Regions from separate parts of the Triticum aestivum genome. Here region 1 is linked to region 2. A link is a contact called in public Hi-C data. All regions are on one chromosome and are shown on one strand. Each heading gives the region's core, a stretch centred on a gene start, on an enhancer-like site or on the middle of the called end of the contact. The rest is flanking DNA. Distances are from core to core; before and after follow the strand shown. Region 1 holds the start of LOC123054197 (branched-chain amino acid aminotransferase 2, chloroplastic). Region 2 has its middle 550 kb from the start of LOC123054193.

What was found. Hi-C and Micro-C count contacts between places; a contact is called where the count stands out from the background.
Region 1: a Hi-C map of leaf shows a contact between it and region 2, with 7 times the contacts expected there. The contact joins the promoter of LOC123054197 here to the enhancer-like site in region 2. A contact is called at or near these places in 2 of 5 Hi-C or Micro-C datasets (both in leaf).

The regions. Positions count from the first base shown.
Region 1 is chr2D:522,683,039-522,685,738 of IWGSC CS RefSeq v2.1, reverse strand. It overlaps LOC123054197 (branched-chain amino acid aminotransferase 2, chloroplastic), which reads right to left and starts at 1,424. Exons shown (of 10, transcript XM_044477915.1): 1 at 1,127-1,424; 2 at 918-1,015; 3 at 252-429; 4 at 1-97. The coding sequence starts at 1,231. It overlaps LOC123054196, which reads left to right and starts at 1,692. Exons shown (of 5, transcript XR_006426080.1): 1 at 1,692-1,976; 2 at 2,059-2,355.
Region 2 is chr2D:522,005,780-522,008,479 of IWGSC CS RefSeq v2.1, reverse strand. No RefSeq gene overlaps it. Among protein-coding and RNA genes, the nearest start is that of LOC123054193, 550 kb to the right of the region's middle. Within about 2 kb of position 1,284, at least 7 of the 8 cell types and tissues checked have an H3K27ac peak or open chromatin away from gene starts, as enhancers often do. A contact at or near this core is called in leaf, where this site is marked.

The DNA.
Region 1 (2,700 bases), core at 175-2,674, 680 kb before region 2:
CTGCACCTATCCTCATCCGCAACGCGTTTTCCTTGGGGCGAAAAACAACTACTGAACCATCCTCCTTTCTGTGTGCTCTAAGACCTTCGAGCAATCCCTGCACGTTTTACAAGCATGTTAGAGCATATCCAACAAAAATGGAGCAAACGAAAGCAGCCTACATATCTGAAATCAACAAGGATATTATTTACATAGCACTGTTCACCAATCATGTAGCGATTCTTCAAGGCAGAGCTGGGAGATAAACAAACCTGGCCATAATTTAAAACTGCAGCAGCAGGGTTCAGCTCGATTGGCCCATATGGAACCAATTCACCCTTGGTGAACACCCCATCTGACGAACATTTCATTATATACATAAAGTCCGTCGGGACCAGTTGAAATCCAAGAGTCTCCCAGTCGAAGTCGACTAGGTCCGGAGTTCCTGTGCTGGAACATGCAGCTCACATGAACAAACAATAATTCGGCAAAACAGGAAAACTGCCCATAATGGGACAGCCAGAACGCAGAAGGGAACTAAGCTTATTGGCAGCTACTAAATGCAAATGCACACTGATACAGTGATAGTACTGCACCGATTTCTTCTAGTTTATTTACCTCCTCGTGGCTAGTAAACCTTTTGACATGATCAATTGTGGATTTTAGCAATCTTTCCTTCTTCGTTTAACTAAGTAGTGGATTGTGACAATATTTTCCTTCAACAGCACATCAATTGTGCATAACTATGTCTTAATGTAGGACAAATGGGCGGACAATAGAAGCACCGGAATGTGAATCAATCCCCATTCTTCATATACAACCTATATATAATTTTTAACTATGTTCTTGTTCTGCCAGTAACAGCAGGCGGGCATAGTGGCTGGCGTAAACGAAAACGAAAGTGCAGCAGCGCGGAGCGCCGGGTCAAGTTACCGTACTTGTATGATGCCGTCATCAGGGCGGAACACGGGCTGCTCCTTGCCGCAGTGCCTCGCCTGGAGACGGAGACGGCGCTGCCGGACAATCGCTTCTGAATCTGCAGACAGACACACTTTTTAGGTGTTTGATGGTTTTCCCCATAGTTGCAGGCAGTACGACTTAACCGATCGCCGTGCTGCAGTAGAAAGTCGCGGATGAAAAACCGTACGGGTTGCGAGGGTAGGCCCGGATGCGGCCTGGGGCTGGGGGAGACCGACGTGCCGCGCGGAGAGGCGGAAGCGGGGGACGCCGGAGCGCGGAGGCGGAGCTCCATATTTGTATGACTCGCCGGGGCGGGGGATCGGCGGTGGGTGGGGGTAGGTTGGTTGACTACTCGGCACGGTTGGGGATATTGGAGAAGGAGTCGCGGGGTGGCGGCTGCGGAACGGACGAATGGCAAGCGTGCCGGCGGCTCGTTGCCATTGGGTCGCCCGCCGGGTGGCGAGGTCCGGAAGTGGGTCGAGGCGTGCGGCTCCACCCTGTCAGTGTGGGTGCGGAGGCCGGAGGCGGCGGGGTAGGCAGGGATTTAGGTCCACCGGTCAGCGAGGCAGAAACGTCTTTAGCTCGGTTTCTCGTAGGAGTGCATATCTGGTGATACCGTGTGTGGCATGATCCCCTGATACGAGACCTTGTTGGCCGTTCGATCTGGACTTGAGGCACAGGATGGAGCAGGCTCAGTTCGCATTGCAATTTATGCAAAAGACACCCTGGGTTATTCTGTGATTCAGCCGAAGTGCATACCGCTCTGTTCTGTTTTCCTCTTCTTCGATACGAAATTTTCCCCACCGCCGCCGCCTAGGTCATATCCTACCGCCGCCGGCCACCATGGAGCATGCCCCATCCGCTGCTGGACGCCCCAATCCAGAGCAACATAGAGGGCTATCGCGTGTGCGACGAAAGTTTGCTCAGAGCCGGCACAAGCTGTTGGCATCCCCATGGGAGCGGAGACGAACCTCTCGTCGCCGCAGCTAGATCCGACCAAGTCGCGGGAGTCGGTGACCCTACTCAACGACGATCAGGTAAGAGGCAGCGCCTCCTTTCTTGTCAGTACCTGGCCGTTTTCTGGTGCCTGCATTCCCGATTTTGATTCTTTGGTTTTAGAACTGGATGTCGGCGTTGCGGGAGTCTGTGTCGTTCGGGCGGTTCCTATCCGAGCCACTCGAGTGGGATACCACGGGGCATGTCTCGCCGGCAACGATGGCGCACGTCCGATCACCTCCGACAGCTGAGTTTGATCTGCCGCTACATGCCGCGGCGTTCAGACCTCAATCTGCGTCCTCCAACTGCAGTGCTGCGCACATTGGAAGTTCTGGACCAGCCCAGAGTTGTAATCCATGCTTGCCCGCGGCTCGTTCGTCACTAAGTGCAACACATATTGGAAAAGCCGATCTCTATATGGTAAGTTCATCCTATAATCTCATTAAATAATGGATTTACTTGTGGGTATCCATATAGAATTGAAACCAATATGTCATCCTATTAGGACAGTTAAACTAAATAAAGCAACAATAATTGCCTGTAGTAAGGAAGATGTAACAGTAGGCAGTAGCAGTCGGCAGCTACGTAGAGAGGTGTGGCAGCAACAACTTTAGTGTTCGTCCGGACATCTTTTTTTGAGAATATAAGATTTCCTTTTCAATTGTTCTCCACAATGTAGCCCTTAATGATAGGAAAGCTCTGAATAAGTGTTGATGTGCAAAAGCATTATCACTATGAAATATTTTTGAGAACATATAGGCACAC
Region 2 (2,700 bases), core at 35-2,534:
CAGAATCTTTATATGTCCATATCAGGGGGATTTGCCAAGTTGCATCCCATTCCACCACTCCATGTGAGTGCACCTTGCTGATCTTCATTTCTGGACCAAGTATGCAGTTGTGAAGCAACTGCAGTAAATCTTGATCCTTTTACCCTCCCAACCTCCAGGACTGTAGTCCTTCCTATCCTAAACACCCCAGACATCTTATTTGGCCCATAGCTTGTCCCTGTTGACCTCATTGAGCTGATGAAGTTTACTGCAGTAAACTTCAGAGGGTTATTTCTTTTTAACCAGAGCCTCTTTCACCAAGTTACCACCTCAGTTGATATCTACCCAGGAAGGACTTACCACTAGACACCATTTTGGGTGCTGTAGAGCAATTAATGCGCCATGTCTCATGGTGACCACGCAGCTGGCATGTCTGTTGGCGCGCTCTGTGCGCTATGGCGTACTGTTTGTGCTGGACCCCCTCCCCCTCTCGCTGTCTTCGCGCCCGTGAGCATGTCCAGTAGATTGCCCTCGTCGTCGCCGTCCCCCTGGACCCCTCTCCCCCTCCGGAAGCTTCCTCGCCGACGCTCGCCGACGAACGCCCACGGGAGCACAGTGCTCCGACATGTTTTAATGGCGCTCGGCCTCTTCTCCTGCCCCCCTTTGGCCTCCTCCTCCTCGTGAACTCTCTCCTGCTTCCCTCCCTCGTCGTTTGCCCCGAGCCCATGCGCGCGGGCACGCGTCCGCGGCGCCGGACTCGCGTCGCCGGCGGTGCCAGCTCGGCCTCCCTCTCACCCGCCTATAAATGGCCTCCCCCGAGCCCTTCGAGCTCACCAGCAGCCTCCCCGCTCTCCTCTAGCCCCGCCCAAGCTCTTCCCCGAGCTCGAGAAGCTCTCCTGCCCTCCCATGGCCGCCATGGCCGCCGCTCGGGTCCGCTCGAATTCGGCCAAAGCCAAGCCCCCCTCCACCTCTAGCTACCACCTACGTCTTCCCCGTGCTCCGGTGAACCTCCCCAGCCCCTCCATTCATCGCCGGAGTGCTTCAGGCCGCCGTTCCCTAGGTCAACCGCCGCCGCCGCCCTCGGCCCCCGCCAGCCGCCGTCGTCTCCGGGCCTTCCCCGCGCCTGCTGCTGCTCCAGGAGGGAGCAGCACTCCGTTCCGCGCCCGCCGGTGGTCCCAGCTCCACCGGGGACGGCCGGAGCTGCCCAGGCCATCGCCGGCGCCCCTCGGCCTCGCCTCTCCCCTGCTCCTGTCGAGAGGAAGAAGGAGATGGCCAGGTGGGGCGTTGACCTGGCTAGGCGGGCCCGGCGACCCCACATGTCAGCCACACGAGCCGGCCCCGCCTCTGCCCTTTTGACCAGTCCACCGCACCTCAGCGTAAGTGGAAGCGTAAACCCTGGAATACGCTTTCCGTTTTTCTGTTTTGGCCCAGTCTGTAAAATAAATTTTTACAGATATGTCCCTGGCAGTAAAACCCTTATAACTTTTTAACTGTAACTCCAAATGAGGTGAAACCAACGCTCACTTCTTCGTTTCGTCGAGCCCGTTCTGTTGGTCATGTTTTCACTATGGTTTGACACTGTGAAAATGACCATTATGCCCTTACCCTTATTCAGCCCCCTCCGAGAGAGAACGTTTTCCGGCGAATCTTTCCGCAGCTTCACCGCACTTCTCCCCGGTGCTTTCTTCATCCCCAGGCAAGCCACAATACCCACTTGCATGATAGTCATGCAGTAGCCATGGTTTTCAACTTGAATATTTAATAAATGTTTGCTTGTTGAAAAGATGGTTATCGTTGTCCCGGTGATGTTCCGATTTGCATGTTTACTTTTGTGCTATGTTGTCTTATGCTCCGTGATCATGTTATACCTGCTAGTATTTCCTTTCATATGTTTATGCTTGATTAGTAGTACATGTTGATGTTGGAGATGGTCATGCTAGTCAGTATGCGATGTTCGGTGGATATGATTTATTGTTGATATGGTGGATAGTTATGTGATACTCTCATGATGAGGTTGATATCATGTTCATGCATTTTATCATGGCTCAGCATATTTGCATTCAAGTTAACCGGATTAAATTGAACTTGAACACCTGTTGGCTGAGTCATGGTGCTGCTGAATCGATGCTGACAAGTGCAACCACGCTTACCGGTATGGGACGGTCCTAACTGGGTCTATTGTCGTGCCTATGGTCGGTACCTCAATTTAGGGAAGGTTATGGGCGCGTGCTACCCTGATCAGGTAGGCGGAGCATAAGCTTGTGAGCCCGTTGTTAAGTTAATTTTGGTACCGGATCCTAATGTGGATCGTGGCCACGACGGTGGTCGAGGTGTCTGGAGGTAGACACGGGGCCACCCAGGACTAGCCCGGTGGGGTCTGAGTCGGAAGGGCCGGGAGAGTGTCACGACAATAGATCGGTTTTGTCGGAACGTCGTTGGTCCACCCGAATGGGAGAGTGAGGCCATGGGTTCCGTAGTGTGGGTACAGTGTACTAACCTCTGCAGAGTGTATATTGATCTATCGATAGCCGCGCCCGCGGATAAGGGCCCAGGTCGAGAAAAGGTCACACCATGAGTCAACAGTAATAAGAATAATGTGCTTAATAACAATGAGATAAGTTGGTTGTGATCGCCGTAAGGATCACGGGCCAGGTATTGGTCGGGTTGTGATCGCCGTAAGGATCACGGGCCATTTAGTGGTCGGGTTATGATCGCCGTAAG